5 separate regions of the Mus musculus genome follow, and regions 1, 2, 3 and 5 are each linked to region 4. A link is a contact called in public ChIA-PET and HiChIP or PLAC-seq data. All regions are on one chromosome and are shown on one strand. The core of a region is the stretch at or near the end of the contact, and the rest is flanking DNA. Distances in the headings are between cores, read along the strand shown.

Evidence for each region. ChIA-PET counts read pairs in DNA pulled down with a chosen protein or histone mark. HiChIP or PLAC-seq counts read pairs in DNA pulled down with a chosen protein or histone mark.
Region 1: a BATF HiChIP or PLAC-seq map of CD8 T cells shows a contact between it and region 4, with 6 read pairs. The contact joins two enhancer-like sites. A contact is called at or near these places in 3 of 115 datasets of contacts at active chromatin or transcription factors (CD8 T cells, bone marrow-derived macrophages and regulatory T cells) and 4 of 9 other capture datasets (adipose tissue, liver, macrophages and 1 more).
Region 2: a contact with region 4 is called in an H3K27ac HiChIP or PLAC-seq map of thymic regulatory T cells, with 5 times the contacts expected there. The contact joins two enhancer-like sites. A contact is called at or near these places in 1 of 39 promoter capture datasets (macrophages), 1 of 15 datasets of contacts at CTCF or cohesin (the NIH/3T3 cell line), 1 of 484 Hi-C or Micro-C datasets (ventricular fibroblasts), 5 of 115 datasets of contacts at active chromatin or transcription factors (Th17 cells, bone marrow-derived macrophages, regulatory T cells and 2 more) and 3 of 9 other capture datasets (adipose tissue, liver and macrophages).
Region 3: a contact with region 4 is called in an RNA polymerase II ChIA-PET map of memory CD8 T cells, with 9 read pairs. The contact joins two enhancer-like sites. A contact is called at or near these places in 1 of 484 Hi-C or Micro-C datasets (embryonic retina), 1 of 115 datasets of contacts at active chromatin or transcription factors (memory CD8 T cells) and 3 of 9 other capture datasets (adipose tissue, liver and macrophages).
Region 5: a contact with region 4 is called in an RNA polymerase II ChIA-PET map of memory CD8 T cells, with 132 read pairs. The contact joins the promoter of Tnfsf8 here to the enhancer-like site in region 4. A contact is called at or near these places in 2 of 39 promoter capture datasets (hippocampal neurons and stem cell-derived epiblast-like cells), 1 of 484 Hi-C or Micro-C datasets (CD4 T cells), 3 of 115 datasets of contacts at active chromatin or transcription factors (bone marrow-derived macrophages and memory CD8 T cells) and 3 of 9 other capture datasets (adipose tissue, embryonic stem cells and liver).

What each region holds. Positions count from the first base shown.
Region 1 is chr4:63,967,813-63,972,780 of GRCm38.p6, reverse strand. Tnc (tenascin C) reads left to right here. Exons shown (of 27, transcript NM_001369211.1): 19 at 1-103; 20 at 1,480-1,623; 21 at 2,337-2,467. Among named protein-coding and RNA genes, the nearest start is that of 8030451A03Rik, 14 kb to the left of the region's middle. Within about 2 kb of position 1,665, at least 17 of the 459 cell types and tissues checked have an H3K27ac peak or open chromatin away from gene starts, as enhancers often do. A contact at or near this core is called in CD8 T cells, where this site is marked.
Region 2 is chr4:63,932,710-63,937,241 of GRCm38.p6, reverse strand. No RefSeq gene overlaps it. Among named protein-coding and RNA genes, the nearest start is that of 8030451A03Rik, 50 kb to the left of the region's middle. Within about 2 kb of position 1,776, at least 10 of the 459 cell types and tissues checked have an H3K27ac peak or open chromatin away from gene starts, as enhancers often do. A contact at or near this core is called in regulatory T cells, regulatory T cell precursor and thymic regulatory T cells, where this site is marked.
Region 3 is chr4:63,897,831-63,902,179 of GRCm38.p6, reverse strand. No RefSeq gene overlaps it. Among named protein-coding and RNA genes, the nearest start is that of Tnfsf8, 39 kb to the right of the region's middle. Within about 2 kb of position 2,934, at least 52 of the 459 cell types and tissues checked have an H3K27ac peak or open chromatin away from gene starts, as enhancers often do. A contact at or near this core is called in memory CD8 T cells, where this site is marked.
Region 4 is chr4:63,592,793-63,597,787 of GRCm38.p6, reverse strand. Gm11213 (predicted gene 11213) reads left to right here. Exons shown (of 2, transcript NM_001354647.1): 2 at 566-887. The coding sequence ends at 660. Among named protein-coding and RNA genes, the nearest start is that of Gm11213, 5.5 kb to the left of the region's middle. Within about 2 kb of position 2,782, at least 61 of the 459 cell types and tissues checked have an H3K27ac peak or open chromatin away from gene starts, as enhancers often do. A contact at or near this core is called in CD8 T cells, adipose tissue, bone marrow-derived macrophages and 4 more, where this site is marked.
Region 5 is chr4:63,859,897-63,864,223 of GRCm38.p6, reverse strand. It overlaps Tnfsf8 (tumor necrosis factor (ligand) superfamily, member 8), which reads left to right and starts at 2,940. Exons shown (of 4, transcript NM_009403.3): 1 at 2,940-3,374. The coding sequence starts at 3,165.

The DNA.
Region 1 (4,968 bases), core at 416-2,915, 380 kb before region 4:
GGTCTTCTGATAGCCAACATCACAGACTCAGAAGCCTTGGCCATGTGGCAGCCAGCCATTGCCACTGTGGACAGTTATGTCATCTCCTACACAGGGGAGAGAGGTAAGGTCCTGTCCCACCTTCTCTACACTCTGATGAGGGTTCATCTTACCGCAGACTCCTCCCATTCCCCTTCCAATGTACCATGGGATGAGAAAACTCAGTGGTACGCTGTAAGAGCCAGTCATGTCTTTGCCTACCTCCACTGTATCCTCGAAAGACTTGGGCAAGCCATTCAAGTGAAAAGAGAAAGAAAAAGAAGGCGAGTCTGGAGCTTTGCACGTTTTGCTGACCCATCCCACCTTGCTAGACTCTTGAGTTACTTTTCTCATTGCTATGACCAAATACCTGACAACTAGTTTAAGGGGTAGCAGGTTTACTCTGGATTCTAATTCAAGAAGGTAACTCCCAAATGTCAAGAAAGTGCTCGCAGCAGTAACAGGAAGCTGCTGGTCCCAAGGTATCCAAAGTCCGGAAGCAGGAAATGGGGCCCTCTATAAAGCCTTAGAGCCTACCTCAGGTGGCTCACTTCCTTAAGCAGGCTCCACCTCCTCACTAAACCAAAACCTTCTCAAGCAAGGCTACCAACTAGGAACAAAGTTTTCAAACCCATGAGCCTGTGGGGACATTTCATATTCAAAGCACCTCAGGGAGGGACAGACTCTCAAGGAAGCAGCTCTTATTCTTTACAAAGAAGGTTTCCAGAGTCTCAGGTCTTAACCAAATGGCATCATGATGTCCTGGGGTGCCTAGCCTTCTCAGAGGCCATGGGAGGGCCTAACTGAAGCCAATTTGACTGAAAGAATCTGCTTTTCCCATCTGCCACCATCTGTACCAACTCACCCAGCAGGCAAATTAAACTCTTGCTGAGACCATCAACCAAACACAACCACCAGGAAGTAAATCAAATGCAATCAAATGCAAATCAAATAAGGAAAAGAGCCGCTTTCTTCTGATTCCATTCATATGTTTATGATGATCTAGTCTAGAAAGACCTCTGTTATTTCATTTTCTAATTTTCATATTTTATGGCTCAAGACTGCTTGGCTTTCACTGGCAGTATTACAGGACACCATAACCCATGGGGGGGGGGCCTTTTTTTTTTAAATCTTCATTCAGCTCTGGCAAAACCCTGAGTTTCCTGGGAAAAGAGAAAAGATGAGGCAGGAGGAGAAAATTCAGTTCATCCATTCTCCTCTTTGTTATTCCCTGTAAGGAAATTCTCCTGAGACAGGGAGAGAATGGTGTCCCCTCCCCCTGAACTTATGGCTGGAGGGAATGGTGAAAATTTTAGATCAGGACTAATCAAGACCTAGCCAAAGAGGTCCAGAACTCTGACCTTCTTTGCTGTGGGGGTCACTGAAAGGTTGTGTCTTAGAAGGAGGTATATGTGCTGTTTGCCAAGGGGTAACTGCCACACGTGTGTGTTTCATACTTAGTGCCAGAAGTTACACGCACAGTGTCTGGAAATACAGTGGAGTACGAGCTGCATGACCTGGAGCCTGCCACAGAGTACATCCTGAGTATCTTTGCAGAGAAAGGACAGCAGAAGAGCTCTACCATCGCCACCAAGTTTACCACAGGTACCAAGACAGCCAGAGTGCAAGTTCTCCTTTCTGAGTTGCCCACCCACAGCCTGCATCTTAAACCACATCCCCTCCCCTGCTCTTCCTCCCTAAGTCAGGCCCTTGCAGTATAATGACATCAGTATGAGTAAAATTTACCAGTGCCCACTCAATCAAGACCCAAAGAAGCATACCATTTCCCCTTGAACTGAAATGACCCAACAGATGAGAAAAGGATATTTAAGGGAAGCTTTTGTAAGTGGAAAAACACTACCTACTGGCTCTAAACCCAGCATTTAATGATCCATGCTCCAGGCTGGGAAATAGTTTTTAAGAAGTTTTCAGGGTAGTTTCCTTAGATGTTCATTGGGGTTTTATGTATTGAGATCTTTTTACAAAGCTCAACATTTGGAGAAGTAAAGGACTGTCCCTTCTGTTGGGGTGAGGGCCAATATTAGCACTCCTCAGCCCTGTCGGTGAGAAATAATGGATCTGTAATGATTTTCAACCCAAATCCAACCCAAACCACCCAGGAATATGTTGGGCTTTTAGACCCTTGAGGTGATAGGACTCATATAACCTTTGACTTTGGTTCAAGTTCCTCATCGATAGTCAGGTGGGATTCTTGTCCAAGGCCATGGTTAATGTTATTGAACAAACTTGAGGCCAGTTCTCTTCTTGCTGTCTGTTCTACACCTTCTAGCTCATTTGATACATATTCTCTTCTCCAGACCTCGATTCCCCAAGAGAATTTACAGCTACAGAGGTTCAGTCAGAAACTGCCCTCCTTACCTGGAGACCTCCCCGAGCATCGGTCACTGGATACCTCCTGGTCTATGAATCTGTGGATGGTACAGTCAAGGTATCTATAAATCACACATTGCTGGGTAAAACATTTGATGTGCATAATCATCAAAGTAGCAAAGGATTCGCTGATACTGTTTCTTCACTCCAATACAACTAAACACCTAAAACAAACAAAAAACTAGTAGAGACTGGATATAGAACCAGACCTTGTGAGTCACAAACCACATGCTCACTAATCTTTCTTCCTTTAACCAGGCTCAAGCTATCTGAGCAACAGCCAAGATCAACGGCAGTGCTTTATAAGACTTAACATTTTAAGAGTTGGGCTCATGGCCATCTAATGTTTCATTGAGAAAGTACCAACAGCCTTTTCTGCATCTTTGCCACGTAGTGTCACCACCTGACTGACTGTGATCTATCTCAACACATCCTTGCAATGTCACTTGTTAAGACCAGCTACTTCTATTGCTAATATTACCTGTGTTCTCCCCTCCATGAACTTTACTGTATTTCTAAGCTAGGTTACTTATTCTCTTCATACTTAGCTATATGCAGCATCTCCCCTATATTTTTTATTAGATATTTTCTTCATTTACATTTCAAATGCTATCCCAAAAGTCCCCTATACCCTCCCCCCACCATGCTCCCCTACCCACTCACTCCCACTTCTTGGCCCTGGCGTTCCCCTGTACTGGGGCATATAGACAAGGGATCTCGCCTATATTCTGTGTAGCTACTTCACTTTTGCTCAGAAATACATGTCACTGCTATTGTAGTCTATAGCTCGGGAATTATGTTTCTTCTAGATCACATTAGTTTTGTTGCTGTGGTTTGGGTTAGTTTCCACTGTCCATGCTAGAAACTTCTTCCCAGTGTCTTTTAGTCCTGGCTTATCCTTTCATACTTATGCCAAGAACAAAGAATCTGATTAGAAGCTCAGCTGAACATAAGGGTTTGTTGACACTGGGGTTCAATGTAGAGATCAGCTGCTGTGTACCTGGAAATTTGTGGGGGAACCCCATAGTGCTTAGGCTCTTATTCTATGCAAGCTTTGCTTGCTCTTACACTTCCAGTGTAGTATCTTGACCTCCTCACCAGCTGATCCTGGTGGATTTGAATTCAGAGCCTCCACTGTAATGCAGATTGCTCTGTTCCTTGAGGGGACAAGGAGAATGGGGAATCAAGCTATTCCTCGTGCAAAGCTTCTAAACTGACTGAACCTCTCTTGAGTCACACACTACATTGCCTGCAAAGGCAGCTATGCTGTTATACACATGCATCAGAAACTCGCTGAGTGCTTCCTTGTATGTCAGCCAGCCTGGGGTAGTTCTGCCCACTCCAGGTGGTTCCTAGCACTTTCTGCTCTGGCACTGCAGGAATTGTTCCCTCTACTATACACCTTCTGCCCAGCAAGGTACATAGGAGCTACCTGTTTCTATCTCTTCCTCCCTCCCATTCACTTTTGTAGTTTCATTTCTTCTGGTCCACTCCTGTTTTATAAGATATGAAAAACACATAGAGAAATATTGGTATTTCTGATCTGCCATGTTTAACCACAAGTAGACACATTTCTAGCTTTTCTGGAGTTGAGACAGAACTCATAGTATGAACTGAAGCTGGTCCTTTATTGTCATGGTGTCAGTGCCCATACCTTTAAGATACGAGCATTGCACTTCTAGACCCCAAAAGTCTTCTGCAGGTTTGAGGTTCTAGGATTGTGCTTCCCTGGTTCATAAACCTCATTTCAGACTATCCAGACTTAGACAAATGAACACAGAAGCAGAGAGCTGATTGCCAGTCTAGGCTCAGGCAATTCAATAAACCTTGCTTTGTTCCCTGAGAGTTGATCCTTCCCCAGAAACCAGAGCTGATGGCACCACAAAGGTCACTAGGTCACTGGCATTGAGTGAACACACATAAATCATGGATAAGGTGGTGGGAGACTAGGAGGACGTGACACTGTCCTCTGCCATCAACAAATTATGGATTGGGAGCAAGTATCTTAGCTTCTGGGAAATTCAATTCCCACACTGTAAAAACATACATAACATACCCTCACTCCAGGAAGTCCCTAGGAAGGGAAATAACCTTCCAGTGGCCTCCACTCTGACCTGTTATTGACTAAACCCAATGAACTTGGTGAGTTCTAGAGATCAGAATTGTGTTTGCCGTGATGGAGGAGGAATTCCAGTCTCAAACACCAAGGCCATCTATTAATAAGAACTGGAGCCCAGTATGGATCTGAGGCAATGTGGATCTTGTAGAAACTGAGCCCAAACACTAGTCTAGAACCCAGGGACGAGCCATAAGCATAGTAGGGCTCACACATCTGTTCCTCCCGGGTCAGCTCAAGTCTTTATCCTGCCCCACGCACTAGGCTATTAACGTCATCTTGCAACTCAAGAGTTCCTCGACCTGAGTTTTAGTTTCCCTAGAGATACGTCTGCCTCCCCACCTTCTGAAAATTCAGTGAGTCTACACTGAGGCCCAGGTTATCAGACTGTTTAAATGTTGTGATAAAGGCTAAGCCCCCTTTCAGAACTGCTGACACAAATG
Region 2 (4,532 bases), core at 527-3,026, 340 kb before region 4:
TATCCATCCATCCATCCATCCATCTATCTATCTATCTATCTATCTACCTATCTGTATCTATCTTTCCTCTCTCTTTCACACACAGTATCTTACTGGTTTATTTTTCTATATTTTTAGTGTGTGTGTGTGTGTGTGTGTGTGTGCATGAGGAAGCCAGATATCAATGTTAGGAATCTTCCTTTCTCACTTTTCACATTGTTTGGGACAGGGTATCTCACTCAACCAGGGGCTCACTATCTGCTTACACCTACTGCACAACAAACTCTGGACATTCTTTTGCCTCTGTCTCATCATTGAGGGTTAAAGACAAATACGGACATTCTCAACTTTTATATGGGTGAGGGAAAGCACCATTTGGGTCCTCATGTTTTGAGGTGGGCACTTTAGCCACTTAGCCCTCTCCCCAGCCCATATTTCAATTGGTTGAAACAACTGATGGTTCTGTGTCTCTGGAGATGCCATACTAATACAATTTAAGCCAATTTCATGTTTCGTACAGAGGTATGTACCCAAGCTTTCAACGTAATAAATGGAAGGTAAAAAGATTAGTGCCCCTTAGCAACCCTGCTCAATCAGTTTTCAAGGCTTTTTTCATCCTAAGGAGATGTTCATGGTTAGTGGTAATTGCTAACTGGATAAATCTTGGAGTTCCTTAAACACGGTACCCTGAGCATGCCTGTGGTTGATTACCTTGGTTGTATTAAGTGAGATGGGAAAAACCATCTTAACTGTGGGCAGCAGATCCTGAACAGTAGAAACTGAAGAAGAAGCAAAGCACTCCCATGCCTTGCCCCTCTCTGCCTTCTGATTGTGGATGTGGGTGACCAGCTGCTTCAAGCTCCTGCTGCCTTGATGTGTCTGACCATCATGAAGGACCTTGAACTGTGAGCCCAGATAGCAGACAAACAGACAAACAAACAAACAAATAAAACACTTTCTCTACCATGTTGCCTTTCATCACAGAAACTACGACAGAGGTAAAAAACCTCAACTTGAAAGAGTAAACTTGAAGGCAATAGGAGACATCTGGGAAACCATGACTGAAGTGGAGGTGTGTATTTACCATAAATTGGTACCATGGTTACATTTGTGATCTCAGTCTCCTCGAATCTCTGAGCTATATGAATCAGGAGAACTTAGTGAACTATGGATGCAAAGGGCTGCCTGCTGCATACTGAATACTGAGTTAATCACTGGGACAGATATTAGCATTTACCACACAACAATCAGGAAGTCAAATTTAATTGTAACCACAAGTGCGGTGTTGGGCGCTGTTTTCAGTAGGGGTGATAAGGTGCAAGTTCGGCAGCCATAGTGAGGATCATACAGAATCTATATGTACAAGATACATTTCAAATGGGCAAATCTCAGGTGAGTTTTAAGAGCTAAGTAAGGGTGAGTGTGGAATTAACATGCAGTGCCCTGAGACAGAACAGGTGTTTGGGTTTATAGAGGTCACAATAAGATACAGAATAATAACCACCTCTCCTTCATCCATCTGGTGTCCTGCATGTAGTGATTCCACTTAAGTCTGTCTTTGATCCAATAAGGGTCATTCTGGAGCCAGCCTCACCGTCTGCTTTGCTGTGTAAGGAGTGAACGAACTGTAAAGCGACTTCACCCTGGACTCCGGGGAGAATGGGGAAATTCCCCTGGAAGCCCAAAGTGAACAGAAGCCAAACACTGGGCTTTTTCTGAGCAAATATTTTGAGAGAAACCAAAGTGATGATGAGGTGGAAGGCTGCATGGGGCTGTCCCCTCACACAGACGCAAGTCGATGAAAACAGGGATTCGCACAGATGAATCATTGCCAGTCCTCTCCAGAGAGCCTTCGCTAATGGCAACACAATAAATACCATGTCAAAAAAAAAATTCTGACAACTGTTCTAGAAATTGCGCCTGAAATTGGGGAAAGGAGACATTGGAGTGTGGAAACTCGGGATTCTTACCCCTGGCTTTGGTGAGAAATCTCTTAGTCTTCTGAAGTAGTAGTTCTAAAGTCTGGATGAGCTGTAAGAGCAATTCCATCACTTCTCTTACTTGGTGGGCCGGGGAGTATTGTGCCCTTTGACACCAAGAAAGAGGACAGTCATGGAGGAGAGGAGAAGTCCCTCTCATCAGGAGACAGGAGGAAGAGGAAAGCTGTCTGGTGTGTTTTACAGAAAATGAAGTGGTTACAGATTTTTTTTTAAAATTATTATTAATTTATTTTTTACACTCCATATTTATTCCCCCCGACCCTATCCACCCTCTGACTGTTCCACATCCCATAATTCCTCCCCTCCCCTCCCCCCAGTCTCCACATGGAAGTCCCCACCACCCCCACCCCACCTGACCTCTAAACAACACCTGGGGTCTCCAGTCTCTTGAGGGTTAGGTACATCATCTCTGAATGAACACAGACCCAGAAGTCCTCTACTATATGTGTGCTGGGGACCTCATATCCGCTTGTATATGCTGTCTGTTTGGTGGTCCCGAGTTTGAGAGATCTCGGGGGTCAGATTAACTGAGACTGCTGGTCCTCCTACAGGATCACCCTTCTCTTCAGCTTCTTTCAGTCTTCCCTAATTCAACAACAGGGTTCAGCTGCTTGGCTGGGTGCAAATATCTGCATCTGACTCTTTCAGCTTCTTGTTGGCTCTTCTGGGGTGAGGTCATGCTAGGTCCTTTTTTGTGAGCACTCCATGGCCTCAGTAATAGTGTCAGGCCTTGGGACCTCCCCTTGAGCTGGATCCCACTTTGGGCCTGTTTCTGGAACTTCTATTCCTCAGGATCCTCTCCATTTCCATCCCTGTAATTTTTTCAGACAGGAACATAGATGTGAGCGTAGGATGGCAACCCCATCCCTCACTTGATGCCCTGCCTTCCTGTTAGAGGTGAGACCTATAAGTTCCCTCTTGGGACTACTTCTGATAATAGCTGTTTAACTCTTGAAAAATACCATAATGTTTTCCAAACATCTTCACCTTTTTACACCCCAACAGTAGTTAGTATATTTTTATTTCTTCACGCTGTCAGCAACAGTTAATTTTATCTGCATTTTTATTATAACCATTTGAATGAATGCCAAGTGATTTTAATGTGCAATTCCCACATAGCTAATGAAGTTGAGCATTTTTTCATATGCTTATGGCTCTTTTTTTTTATTTTGTAGGAGAAATATTCAAATAAGCCTTATTCACTTGTATTATCCACCTTTTAGGTAATATTAATTATTTCTCATAATTATATGTGAGACCAAAATGATCTCAATGAAGACTTTAATTTGAATTATAGTATTATTTTAAAACTTGCAGTAGAAGGGAGTCCAGGAAAAAAAAGTACTAAATCATTTTTCACCAAAGAAGATATACCAATGACTCTAAGCACATGAAAATAACGTTCAACATCGTTAGCCATAGAACCCTCAAGCTTATCAGCAGTAAAGTATAATTGCACATCAATCAAAACAGCCAAAGTCAAAGTTAATGAAAAAGAAAGGCAAATGGTGGTAGGACCCGAAAAGCAGGGTCATTTGCACATTGTTGGCAAAGATGGAAAATGGTGCAGCTTCCCTGCAGAACGGTTTGTCAGAATATTTTAAAACAACCAAAAGGTACCACTGCTATCTGATGCAGCAATCCTTCTCTTTGGAACTGGTCCCTGAGAATTCCGTACTTCTGGTCACACTGGAACCTTTCTGCCCTTGTTCAGAGAAGCCGTATTCCCAGTAACAATTGAGTGACTTGTTTTTCTCATCAGTGTGACCAAGCACCTGGCAGAAGCAACTTAAGGGAAGAGACAATTGTTTGGGCTTGTGATTTCAGCTCATCATGATTGGGAAGGCATGGCAGTTTCTAGAGTATGCAGTGGGAACCCCTCACACCCTAGAAGATGGGAAAGGGAATGCTTCTAAGCCAACCTCACAAAGCCAACCTCACCATGCATACCTGCACCAAAATATCCACAACTTTCCAAACAGTACCTCCAGCTGGGGACCAAGAACTTAAACTCATGAGTCTGTGGAAGACTCTGTGCATGTGAACCGCAGTAACCCCCGAACCAGAAACACTTACATGCTCTCCTAGAAATGGTTGCATGTGGTGCTGGACCAATATCACAGAACGTTACATAAATGAGCAAGTGTAAGAGGTTACCACTGCATGTGTACCTAAGAAACTAAGCTGAGTTAGGGGCAGTGAATCACAAAGGGACACATGCGGTGATGTGTGCAGCAAAGTGACAGAAAGTGATAAGTGCTTGCCAAATGTACAGATTTGCCACAGACTATGGGAGAGAGACTTGAGTGTAACAATCATAGTCAGTATCAGGAAACAGACCTAAGGCAAGGGCCTGCACCTTGAGTGTCGGTGCCTAGGCCTCATAACTTCATAACTTGCTAAAACGCTGTAATTGTAGAAAAGCACCAGACTACATGCATTCCTTCTAAAAGCACACGAATCTACAACAATGTCAAAATAAAAGTTTGCGAGCTTGTGACATGGCTCAGAAAGTAAAGTCATTGCCCCCAAGAATGATGACACAAGTTCCAG
Region 3 (4,349 bases), core at 1,685-4,184, 300 kb before region 4:
ATATCCCTAACCCATCTATTTGCTTTCTATAACCTGAAGTTGGGGGTCTTTTCCACCAACCAGAGAAGGATGTACAATGTCCTTTCCATTCAATATCCCGTACTGCTCCGTTATATTATCAGAAACACCTCTGTGCTTAACAAAGCACTGAGCTTTGTTCTCACACATTTATGCTTTAGCTTTTCTCACAAGTGGCAGTCAGCAAAAGAGACAGCAAGTGTCCTCTGTTTGACTCCACACCAGCCAAAGCAAACAGAGGGAGGTGAACCCAAAGGCCAGTTTCCGCATCACTAAATGTGTTACTATGATTCAGAGAAGTTTCCTAAAGCTTCAGCAAAAAAGTTGGAAAGTCATAAGTCATATTTACTCTATTCACAGAGGCATCTTCTCCCCCATCATCTGACTTGCTCGCTATGCCAACAAGGCTCTGCTAGACCAAAGATCCAATACATTGGTATTTTAAAACTAGGTCCAAGTTGAGGGTCTCCTCTGTGCAATGCACAAAGGTGCTACATGTGTTCTCTCAATATACTTTAGCTCATGACTCTTGACTTCTAGCTTTCTGTTAAGTATAAAGTAGGTAGAGCCCATAGAGGTTAAATATTTTGACCAAGTCCATCTTAGTCAATCAAACTTGAGCTCACATATATCTGCCCCCAACAACCAGAACCTTAACTATCTATTATACTGGTTTCACGAACATAGGGAACAGTTTCAAATAAACTGGTTTCCTATTCAGAGAGCACCATGTCTCTACAACAGTTGTTCAGAATGTACTCTGCTTACTCTGCTTATAACACATTCTTAATCTCTCCAAAACCTAGAAACTTTAATTTCCTAACAAACTACTCCATTTTTCTCTGAGACCCATTTCAGGGATATGTCCTTTATTAAGCTGTCTACAATTCCACATCTGTGTCAGCCACTCATTATTTTCCACTGTTGTTCTGTTTGTTTACTTAACTGTATCTTCTGTAAGTCATGATCTCTTGAAAGCCTGCATTGGCTTGAGTACTTGTATCACTAGTGCCTAGGATATGACCAAATAGATAGGGTGTATTTAGTAGTTTATTAACTCAGAAGAGAAACTGATGAATAGGTGGGATGAAGGACGGATCAATGGATGAATTGGGTCATAGAGGGATGGATGATGGGTGAATGGGGAGTATGCATAGGTTTATAGGTGAATGAATTGGTTGGAAGCATGGATAGATGAAAGGATGGATGGGTGAAAGAATGGAATGAGTGAGTGGGTTAGTAGATGTGTGGGCTGGATATGTTGTAGGAAGGGATGGAAGAAAGAAAGAAAGAAAGAAAGAAAGAAAGAAAGAAAGAAAGAAAGAAAGAAAGAAAGAAAGAAAGAAAGGAAGGAAGGAAGGAAGGAAGGAAGAAGAAAGGAAGGAAGGAAGGAAGGAAGGAAGGAAGGAAGGAAAGAAGGAAAGAAAGGAAGGAAGGAAGAAAGAAGGGGAAGATGAATGGATGGGTGGAGGAGGAAGGGAAAAGGAAGGGAAGGAAGGAGAAGATACTTGGATAAATTTGACCTGAGTACTCATAAAGTAAAACTAAAGCCATTGACGTGTAAATAGTGGCATGTTAAGTCCCTTGTCTCTCAGCATTGACAAGTTTTTAATAACTCATCCATATTTGTGCTTCCTATCATCTCCTGCCCTTCTCCCTCTATCACCTCTCCAATATACTTTTGTTTTAAATGTGTATACTATAGAACTGAAATCATATGTGTAATGTTTTCATACTGACTCAGATATAAATAATGTTTCCTCATTCTTAATGTCAAAATCCTGTGAATGGAACATTTTTGTAATGTTTAAAAATAAAATCCAAAACATAAACACCTACAGTTTCCTCCCTTGAATTTTCAATGTACAGTAAATTGTTGCTGGTGTGTGTGTGAGTGTGTGTGTGTGTGTGTGTGTGTGTGTGTGTGTGTGTGTGTGTGTAACTATCAGTAGGAAAAAAGGAAAACTATCAAAACAGTTCAAAATTAAACATGACATCAGCAGCTACTAAGTGTAATCTTTCTCCCTCTCCTTCTACCTCTTCCTCTCCCCTTCCCATTCCTCTCTTTCTCGATCCCTGTCTTTGTCTCTCTTTTTGTCTTTCTGTCTGTGTGTGTGTGTGTGTGTGTGTGTGTGTTCATGTGCATGTATGAAGATAACCTTCTTATCCACATTTAAAATGAGACAATGAGGATTTGAAGAGACCAAGTTACAAGCCAGTAAGAAATAAAGAAGAGAGATTCAAACATAGGACTCATGCTTTTTTTTTCTGACAGATGAAATTAAAGAGACTCTATTGAGAAAGGAAAGAAAACAGTACCCAGAATCAACGAATACCCTCTTCTCAGCGAGAGCTCAAGACTCCTTGCCAGGGTGTTATAATCGTGGTATAGAACAGGCATGTCCACATTTCCTATGATTCAGTCCTGCCACGCTACTGTTCTTCACAAAATTAGACCACACTTAAGAAGAGGAAACCATAACAGGCTTGCAATTTCTTTTTCATATAAAACACATGTGCAAGCCCATAGGATGACATAGATTTTTATCATAATTTCAAGTAACAGAAATGTTGAGTGTGCAAACCATGAATTATGAATTCCAGAAACAAAACTTTCTTTGCTGGTTCTAGAGGCTTCTCACATACTGTTTCACAACCTACACACTCCACGCCTCCACTCCCAAGGTGTCTGCTTCCTCTTCCTCCCCTAGCCTAAGCCACGAACCCAACGTTATGCCAAACAGTATGGAGGGCATGCAGAAAAGAGCCTGAGCCCAGAGCGCAGAGCCCTTCCCTGTCCAGGGCACGTTAGAAAAATGCAGACTCTGCTTCTTTGTGGTTCTCTCAGGCTGAGCTGTTGAGCAAGAATGAGGAGAAAAGCAGGCAGGATGTGAGCCCCAGTTTTGTTCTGAGAATTTCTGCTGGGCCACAGATTTCTCTGGCTTGAACCATAGCGGTGGGCAGGGTAGAAAGTGTAACTGTCGAAAGTGTAGCCAGCGCTGTTGGAGAAACCATCCAAGTGAAAGCAGGAAGGGCGTCAGCCTCAGCCAGGAAGACGACCTGGCCCAGGCTAGATCCTGGTGAATGAGCACATCAATAGTCTTCACCCACATCTTATTGGCTCTCTGTGGTAATTATACCATCGTTCTAGGGTAGGCACTTGCCTTAGTGAGTTTCCCCCAAAGCAAACCTCAAACCTCTGAGTCTCAAGCTGACAAAATTTTACAGTCTGTACATACTTGTAGTGACTATGGGGGCTTATGCAGACCTGACTTCTGGGATTCTGGGTCTGCCAGTTGACAGCTACATGAACTTGAGAAAGTAACTACACCTCTTCCTGGCATTCTCTCCTTCAAAATCCTTCCCATAAACCCAGTTTCCACTACATGTTTGCTAATCATTTTTAATTGGATGTTGCCTTATTGCCCCAAATAGAAAAATAAAACCCTACTTATCCCCTGTGCTCCCCAAGTCTTTTGTGAGCGTCTCTGTTTGTGCCCGGTGAACCAGCAATGACTGAGAAGCTTCTCTAAGTCTCCATACCGGACCCTGCCTTAGGTGATCTTAATTGTTCCTCCGCCAACGCTCTGCGCTCCAGTTCATACCATCGTATCCCACCACATGAGACTCCTCGAAAACAGCCTCCATACCACAGACACACAAAAAAGTTCTTTCTGACTCATTTTGGCCAAGACAAACTACACTGTCACCTACACCAACGATGAGACAACACGCGTGAACTTTTAAGAGAGGCGAACTCACTGTGCTCAGCCTGGTACCCTTCATCATCTGAGTTCAGCTTTCTCTTCAGCCATCTTCTCCCAGACCATCTCCTGTCAAACCATTTCTTTAATAAACACACAGTTGTGGCTTAACTGTAGGGCATCTGCCTACACGAATGAAGCCCTAGGTTCAATCCCCACCCACTCTCCCATTCACACCACATGAAGTTATAGCATGCTTTCTTGAGTTGGTATGAAGGGTACCGTGGGTGAACAGGTGGACACAGGGTTATTATAGGGAAAAGCAGACAGATTTTAGGGAAGGCAACTCATGTACATGAACTTCTAGTTAAATGTGACAGCTTAAACATGAGCACTTCCCTTCTTGTTCACCTGAGACATTAAATCCTGTGGGAAAAAATGTCTTAAAGCGAAAGTGAATGGTCATGTTTAATTAGATTATAGAAGATGGGATAAATCGATGTATGGAAAATGGTTGACAATAAAGAAGAGTTAATTTAAAGACCCCAGAGGAATATACTGAACAAATTACTCAACGTATCCAAGGTTCCCAGAGATCTGATGCCACAGAAGGAAGGAACAAGACAT
Region 4 (4,995 bases), core at 1,533-4,032:
GTCCATCATTCAGGAAGGGCAGGGCAGGAACCTAGAGACAGGAACTGAAGCTGAGGCTATGGAGGAGTGCTGCTCATTGGCTTGCTCTCCATGGCTTGCTCAGCCTGCTTTCTTATACCATCCTGGACCACTTGCCCAGCAGTGGCAGTGCCTACAGTGCCACAGGTTGGGTTCTCCCATATCAATCAGTAACCAAGAAAATGTCCTACAGATTTGCTGATAGGCCAATCTTTTGGAGGCGTTTCCTCAATTAAGATTCCCTCTTTCCAAATAACTGTAGCTTGTGTCAAGTTGACAGAAGCTAACCAACAAGATCACCTTGAACTTCTGATGCCCCTGCCTTCATCTTCATGTGTTACGATTACAGATATGCACCATCACACCCATTTAATGCAGTGTTGGTGACTGAACCCAGGTCTTCCTGCACACTAGGCAAGCACTCTACTGACTAAGCTATGTCTCCAGCCCTGGTTTTTAGAGCCACGAACCATCAGGTAGGGTATGACTAGACTTTTTATCTGTAATAAAAGCCCTATCCCAGCTGTTTTCTCCTCCATTCTTTCAGATATGAACGTAAATGCTCATCAAAGGGCTATTCAAAGGAGATACTCATTCATCTCCCCAGAACACTGTTCGCTATTTAGCCTTCAGAGACCCTGAGGGTTCTAGAGGCAGCAGACCAGGATATCTGAGCTGCACAGCTGCTGGAGGGTCTCCATGAGGATGAAGAAGGCAGTGGACAGGAGTCATGAAGACCGATTCCGAAACTCCACCGCAAGGAGGGAAGAGGTCTGAGCCATCCCTGTGCCACCAAGCGTGAGTCACACCAGCTCCTGACAGCCACGGAGGGAGTGCTGCCTGCAATTAAAGTCCTTGTTTGCATCAGAGTATGTGTCTCTCCTCTTTGCCCACTTCTCAGCCTACTTCCTAGAGGCCCATAGATGTGGAATAAGTTCGACCTGTCATCTCTTGTAAGAGAGATAGTTTTACCATTCTACAACATTTAAGTTCCACTTAAGAACCCAGGAGAGCAATGTAGTTGGGCAGGGCTGTACAGATGGATACCACCGTTAACATCTCAAGCCAGAGGGCATGATTCTGCTCACATACTGTGAGACCCATCTATGCTAAAGACCACATTGAACAGTGGTGTTGATCATGGAGAGCCCTGTCATCGGCTGCCCCAGCACTTGCACAGTGCATCTGGGCTAGAACACTGTCAAATGCAGGAGACCCCCCCCCCACCTCAGTGGCTTCCATCTCAAGCAGAAGCCTAGCACTCTGACACAATAGGGTAACTCTGGAAGCACAGGAAGAAAAACCATTTCAGTCCAGACTTCGGGGCTCAGTGGAGGCTTCCCGGAGGAGTCAATACTTGAAGTCTCTGAACATTGAAAGGGAACTGGGCAATCCAAGAAGAAGGAACAAAATCAGAAAATCTGGGGAACAGACCTGGGGAAGGTACAAGGGTCACAGGCTTCAAAGTCTGTACAGACTCAAGGAAAAGTCTGCACCAGGGTGTGGTGACAGGAGAAATAGCCAGGCAACAAAAGCTTTGTGTCCAAGAATGCCCGGAAGGTGATGAGGGGCCACAGCTGCGGAGTGGCACAGCTAGGTGGATGGTTTTTACAATACTGAGTCACTCTGTGCCTTCAGTCTTTTGTGATAGTATATCATAAAGGGAGGGCGTATATGCAACAGGAACATGCGGTCTGCTCACAATCCTCAGGTTGGAAGTGTGAGATTAGGCACCACCAGACACAGTGGCTGATGGGGGTGCGCCATGTTATACTAGGCTCCTTCTTACTGTGTCACATGGTAGAAGGGGCAGGAGTCTCAAGCTTTTATAATCCTAATCCCTTCTCAAAGGGCCCCCAACTCCCATGTCACTAACAGAGTTAGGACTTCAACATGAAGCTTGGCGAATGCCCAGCAGATGACGACAAAGATGAATAGGAAGTCAGCACCCTGTATTCGCACACCCTGCGTCTGTCCCATTTTGAGAGGCAGATCAAGGGATGCGATGTTTGTGTCACAACTGTGTTCACACCTACGCTGAAAATTGTATTGAGTTTCTCAGTGCTGTAATAAAACATCTGACATGGGCAACAGAAAGAGGTTATCTTGACATAATAGCCCACATCACACCAGCACCGGGATGAGGCAGCTAGCCACACTACAGTCACAGGATGGGGATGGAGTGAAGGATGGGGCTTTCCTCACTTCCTTTTTACCTTTGTATTTAGTCTACGACCCCAGGCCCTGGAATGCTGCTGCTCGCCTTCAGGGCGGGTCTTCCCTCCTTATTTGAACAGGCCTGAGGTGTGGTTCCCTGGTGTCTCTAAATCCGCCAAATTGCGGGTAAAGATTAACAATCACAGGAAGCCGGTCTACAGTGTGAACGGTAGGTTTGAGTGACGTCATGCAAACAACATGGAAAGCCCCGCTACAGCTTCCCCTGTGCTGGGAACCCCTCTAAGTGCTCTATGAATAGCAGTTCAATCAGTACACTAAGCCAACAAGGTAAGCAAACTACCCAGGTTTTACATCCTAGAAAAATGTCCTAGAGGAGTAAATTATAGCTTAAAGTTTGCTAATAGGAAGTGCCAGGCTGAGACTCAGACTCAGGGAGCCTGACTCTAGGGTCCACGCTCTTAATCCCCTCTGGTCACACTGCCCCTCATCAATGAGAGGATAGCATCCAGACATTGTTCTTGTCCCCAGACTAACTGTTCATTGCCTGCTTTCAAAATCAGGGCTGAGGATTTTTAACAATTCTTTTGTTGGCAGCTGGTGCAATGAACTTTGCTTTGTCAACAGCTGAAGCTAAAGATAGGAAGGAACTCTGTGGGTTCTTGCAGCTTCTCTGGCTTTCAGTGCCCTTCGTCTTAGATGACATATTAGGTCAGGGTTTGGCAGCAAATGGGGACTGGAGACACTGAGCAACCATTTCTCCTTGTGTCCCTTACAAATGGAGTTCCTCCGGTAAAAAATCTTCCTGTAGTTGTAGCCAAGAAGGCATGTTTCTAAAGCATCCTGCTGATAAATTTCTCTATCACAACTCTGGCTCTGGCTCCCAATCCTAGGTTTGTGATCTGACCCTCACTCCTGGGTGGGGCCGCCCCTCCAGCTGCTGCTCATAATTCACAGAACTTTCTAGCACTACTCCCTCCTTACTGCCATCTCTTACCAGCACTGACAGTTATTAACACTACAAGACCCCACATTCAAACTACTGTGGTATTAGACCTAACTAATACAGAAATAAATCCAGAGGCTGCCCAAACAGATGGGGAAACCTCGCAGGCGTGATCTGGGATGACAGCAGCATATGAGGCTGGAGAAGTAGCCCAGGTCACAAGGTTTCTTGGGTACAGATGACCCATTCTAACTCAGACCACATGGGAAGGAAAAATAGAGAGAGGTTCACATAGTGTTGGGGGTCAAGTTGGCAAGACATTATTTAATTCTGGGATATAAGGATAGGGAAGAAAGAGAAATGGCAAAATGTGAGAGCCAGGAATGGTGGTGTGGGCTTATAATCCCAGTATTCCTGACACAGGAGGGAAGCGATTTAAAAACCAGTTTAGGGTATGTAGCAACACTTTATCCAAAACAAGCAGGGATGTAGGGGATATTTAGAAGACATACCAGGGAATGGAAGCCATGGGTGCATGGCCTGTGGGGGAACTAGCAGTTGGCTATGATATATAGTCACTCCTCTGGGCCTCAGTGAGGGCCAGCTTCCTCTTCCTCTACAGCTCTCATGATAGATGCCCTGGATTCACCAAACCAGTGGAAAGAGGCATTCTGTACCATTTTCCAGGCCAGTCTTCCTCCTTTCCCCAGCACACCACAGACTCTGTCAACTTGCTTCCTGCAACAGTCAGTGGGTGCTCTGAACATCAAAGAAACTTGTTTCTTTAATTGAGAAGCCCCTCCACAGAAGGCTTGTGAAAAGGCGCTCATGTTGTGACTCTGTCAAGGGGCCCTCAGAGTGAGTGCTATATATTTTTTGGATTTTCAGATAACAGTAAAAAGATCCATGGAAGCCGGAGAAGCCTGGTTTATCTGATTATGGGAAAGCAGCCTAAACTTGACCGAACCTCCTCACTCAGCTCTGTACAAAGCTGTTGGGGGTTTTGTACATCTGTTTAAAGAGATCAGAGAGTTGCTCCCATTGCAGCCCCTGCCAGACCCTAAGTAGAATCCACTCAACTGCAAAGCTTAGCAGAACTTTTCACACATACACACAGAGTAGGTGATGTAAATGACGATGACTGGTGGAGTTCTGGCTTTCAATACACACACACACACACACACACACACACACACACACACACACACACACATACGTTTTCATCTAAAATTCCTGAAGGGCTGGAACCCAGGTGAAATAGAGCAGTTCACATAAAAATACAAGACTAGAATCAAGCGTGATGTCCAGCTCAGTTGTCAACTTGACTATATCTGGAATGAACCACAATCCAGAAATTGGGGGGGGGGGGTAACACCTGTGAAACAGATCTTGAGGCAGAAAGACAGCATGCTTTTGGTCTGGATCTTGAGGCTGGAAGACACAGGCCTTGGTTCCAGATCCTGAGGTGGGATGATACTTTTAATGTGGATAGACACATGCCTTCAATCCAAATCCTGAGGCATGCCTTTAATCTGCTGGAGGCCTAGATACAAACAACGGGAGAAGGAGGGGGTTGTTCCTTCTTCACCTGCTTGCCCTCACTTGGCCAGCACATCCATTCCTTCACTAGCATTGGAGCCTACGTCTTTAGGATTCCAGCTTACACAGATGACCAGCTGAGACACCCAGCTTTGTGGGACTGAGCAACTACTAGAATCTTGGACTTCCCATTCACAGCTGCTCATTGTTAGACTGCAGCCCGTAAGTCATTGCAACAAATTCCATATATATGCAATTTCTCATATATATAATATATAGTGTAACATAATAATTATAATGAATATATATAACATATA
Region 5 (4,327 bases), core at 1,691-4,190, 270 kb before region 4:
CTGTTCAGAAAGATTTGAAAGACAGACAGAGGCATAGCAAGGTAAGAGAAACATTCAAGGAAGCCTGAATGGGTTCAGCATATTTTCTGCAAAGACATCTGGAGAACAGACAGAGGGAAGAAGAAGCCTGTTTCTTTCCCTTCCCTTGTGAACCAAATCATTTCATTTCGATCTCAAGAAAGGGGTGTGTGTGTGTGTGTGTGTGTGTGTGTGTGTGTGCACTCGCGTACAAGCACGCACCCATTGACTTCCAGTGTCATCCCTCAAGATCCACTGCCCTTGCTTTTTGAGATGGAGTCTCTCAGTAATCCTGAAACTCGCTGATTAAGCTAGGTTAACTGGTCAGCAAATCTACCTGTCTTTGTCTCCATAACACTGGGATTATAAGAGCATGCCACTGCACCCAGCATTTATATGTGGGTTTTGAATAGCACACTTCGGTCCTCAGGCTTGATCACTGAGTGAGTTCTCAAACCCTTCAGGTCATGTCATCTCAGTGTCTCCATCTCCTTCCTTGTGAAATAAATAATTTGAGCTAAATAATCACAAGACTCCATATTTCATGTATCATGTACTGACTCTGGGTCTTATAAAGTGAGCAATCAGCTAGGCTCAGCCTTTCTACCTGACCTTCCTCTGCTCCGGCCAAGTTCTGCTTTTTTTTTTTTTTTTTTTAACATTTCCTGTGCAGTTTTACCTCCAAGAAGGATTTGAAAATAACTCAGCAAGGAACCTGTAGGATCCTGCCACATGCACCTTGTGTGGCTTAGGTAGAAATTGAAAAGAGCCTGTTATCACAGGGAGTTGACTGCTAGGTTGCCTGGACCAGATCTTGCAACACATGAAAAGCATAGAGGAGGTGAAGACAACAGGAGTAGGGAATAGGGTGCCTCTGAAATTTCACTAGCAGAGGATGCAACCACAAAAGAAGTGAAGTTGGGCCCACAAACTGTTAGTGACTGATCTGAAAATCTCAACTGTTCAGAAGGTTCTAAGAACAAAGGGTGATTTTCCCCCTTGTCAGCCCTCCCTCCTAGGACAATGTACAATATGCAAAACTGTAAGTATAAGACAAACATTTTTTTCCACTGCCTCCTCAGCCCCATGGGCCTTCAGGAAGACCTGAACTTTAAACGAAGCCTTTTTATTTTTCAACACCCACAGCTTCCATTCAGCAATCAGAAGTTTTCCACTTCGATCAAAGGGGCTAAACAGAGAGGGCCAAGGGAGCAGCCGGTTCTCAGCAGCTCTGGGCAGATTGCCACCCACTCCCTGTCCGTACCTACCAAAGGACAAGGCTTTCTCCCCAAATCAAACAAGTGTACCCCCCCAAAACACTAACTTGCCTTGCCCTATCTAAACCAGCAGGACAAGTGGCTAAGGACAAATCTGTCTTCCAAACCCCAGGCTCAGTTTCCTTGACAACCAGATGGAGACACTGCCCTCGAAGAAGATACTCACCAGTTCATTCCTCACTACCTATCCCTCCTCTGTGGTTTTTCATTTTATAAACTCACCAAAAAGGGCCTCTAGACCATCTCCTAAGTCTAAGCTGCCTTGCAGAATGCTCAAAGAGAGATCTACACAGATCCAGAAAGCTAAATAATCTGAGCTGGGCTTTGGATCCGGCATTTCTTTGGGGCTTCTGACATGTCCTGTGACCTGCAGAGGTAGTGTATAGTCAAAAGAGAAGGTGCTGTCTACCTCAAGGGAAATAGCAAGTGAGGTTTCAGAAGGCCACATCTGGAGGCAGCTCTGAAGCTTTTAGAGAATATTCTGAAAGAAAGGTCATTCATAGCAACAGATACGATCCAGCTCTGTGTCCCAGAAATCTATTTATTATATGAAATTCCAGACATGGCCCAGAGGGCAACTTGGGCTGTTTAACAGGAATTGTTCAACAACAGCTGCCAAGTCCATTCCCATTCAGGAAGCCCTCTTACATCATCCTGTTTGATCTTCCCCATGACTGCAAAGCAGACTGGGGTGAAAGCAGGGGCTGCGTTGACTTATTCAAGGAGCAATGCTGAGAAGAGGAAAGGCTAAGATGCAACCTGAGGTTTTCAGCCTGTAAGGAAAGGGTCCGGCAGGCTTTTGGAGCCAGGCTGGTTTGCATATACCACCAAGTTTTACCATTAGATTAACACTGGTAGATTTGATTAAGAATGCTTTTATGCTGGGTCTCAGTTCTCTATGCTGTGAAGAAGAAATACTACTTGCCTCTGAGGCTGGTGACGAGTGTGAAGTCAGCCTCTAAGCCAAGTTCCCAAGACTGTACCTGAGCCAGAATGTTCAATTCTAGTAACCTCTGTCCACAAACTCATCACAAACACCTGGAACACTATTTGCACCCCCATACAACCCACAGACACTTCACACACTCGTTCCACAGCACTGAGCCTCCCCTTCCTGACCCCCTCACTAATTTCTTCCCCTAGTATGAACTTTAGGGCAAGCCAGTTTCATCGGCAAATTTAACAGCCCTGGAGAGCACCCTGCAAGAGATAGAGGAGCTTTGGTTCAACAGCAAATTATTTCCAAATTCCTCTTCTCTCACCATGTCTTTGAAACTATCCTCAAATATCCTACTGCCACAACCTTGTCTCCAGGTAGGTAAATGCCCAAACAGTGGGCTCTTCTTTCCCAGAAATGGGTATGTTTCCAGTTTAGAGCATGCTGTAATTGTTGGACAACCCCAACAGTCATTGTGCTGCTGACAAAGGACTGCCATCTCCAGGGACCCAGCAAAGAGACTAATCTGGAAGCTTCCTGGGCCACCAGCATGGATCATGCAGTGTGCAGGGTCCCCGCGGCAAGGCGTTCTGTGGCTGAGCCTAAAGGAAACAGAAGTGGTTGGTGTACACTCACGCGGAACTGTCTCCTTCCTACCACCCGCTGACATCAACCATCGTCTATCTCGCTACAATTTCTCTGCACTCAGATTAATCCCAGGCGATGAAAAATGAACCTCTCCCCCACCCTTGCAGCCACCCTTCGCCTCACGCCCCCAGAGAAGAGTTTCTCCATCCGGCAACTGGTGAAGGCTTTTTTCCAAGTCACATGATCCAGGATGCAGGGGAAAATCCTTCTTGGAACAGAGCTGGGTACAGAACCGAATCAGATGAGGAGAGATAAGGTGTGATGTGGGACAGACTATATAAAGCATGGAGCCAGGGCTGCAACAAGCAGGCAGCTGTGGGGCTCCTTCCCCTGACCCAGCCATGCAGGTGCAGCCCGGCTCGGTAGCCAGCCCCTGGAGAAGCACGAGGCCCTGGAGAAGCACAAGTCGCAGCTACTTCTACCTCAGCACCACCGCACTGGTGTGCCTTGTTGTGGCAGTGGCGATCATTCTGGTACTGGTAGTCCAGAAAAAGGTGAGTAAACATCTTTTTTCTGCTTTTCTTTCCTCATTTATAATGTGTGTCCTCTAGAGGAACAGCTCTGGGAAGCTAATGAATAGTTTAACTAGGAGCAAAAAAAAAAAAAAAAAAAAAAAAAAATTTAAAAAGTGAAAATAAGTAAAACTATGCATATATAGAGAGAGATTATATCAGAGAAAAGGGGAAAAACTAGAAATGAACTTTCTGCACTCAGTGGGAATTTTTTAAAAGAAATAGAACTGGACATGAGCTCAAAAATTTCCAGATGTACTGGAGCCAACAGAAGAGCTGCTGACCTTGAGAAGTTAAGATTGAAGCCCAGATGGGTCACAGCCTCACAGTATGGAGGGAGGAAGCATAGGGAGCCCTGATGGCGAGTGCGCATGTGGGTATCACCTCTGTAAGGCGCTCATCCTAATTCTAAGGTTATGTCCTCAATCCGTGCTCCCAGGACTTCTGAGGCCTCTCTTTTGCCGAGAGTCTGTTGTTGCTATTGTTTGTTTGTTTGTTGTGGTTGTTTTCTTGCTTGCTTGCTTGTTTTTAGTGAGGAGCTACTTTTTAAAGACTGTGATATTTGAGAGAGAGAGAGAGAGAGAGAGAGAGAGAGAGAGAGGGAGAGAGAGAGGGAGAGGGAGAGAGAGAGAGAGAGAGAGAGAGAGAGAGAGAGAGAGAGAGAGAGAGGCCAAGTCTTCCCAGAGCTCTGCTATTTCAATGTTAAAACCCACAAAAGAAATCGAAAGCTTCCTCACAAGCCACTGGCTTTGAAGAGTTCAGGGTGTTGAAAAGTAGCAGTGTTTTTGTCACCTGTACCCTCTGAGATGCACACATAATGTGCAGGGCCACACCATCTTGGGAAATTTCGTTTGTTTGAAATGGGGGTAGGGGGAGAAAGTCAAACCGTAGCTTAGAAAAGTATCCTTGAGAGAGAACTCTTACACACTGTCTGG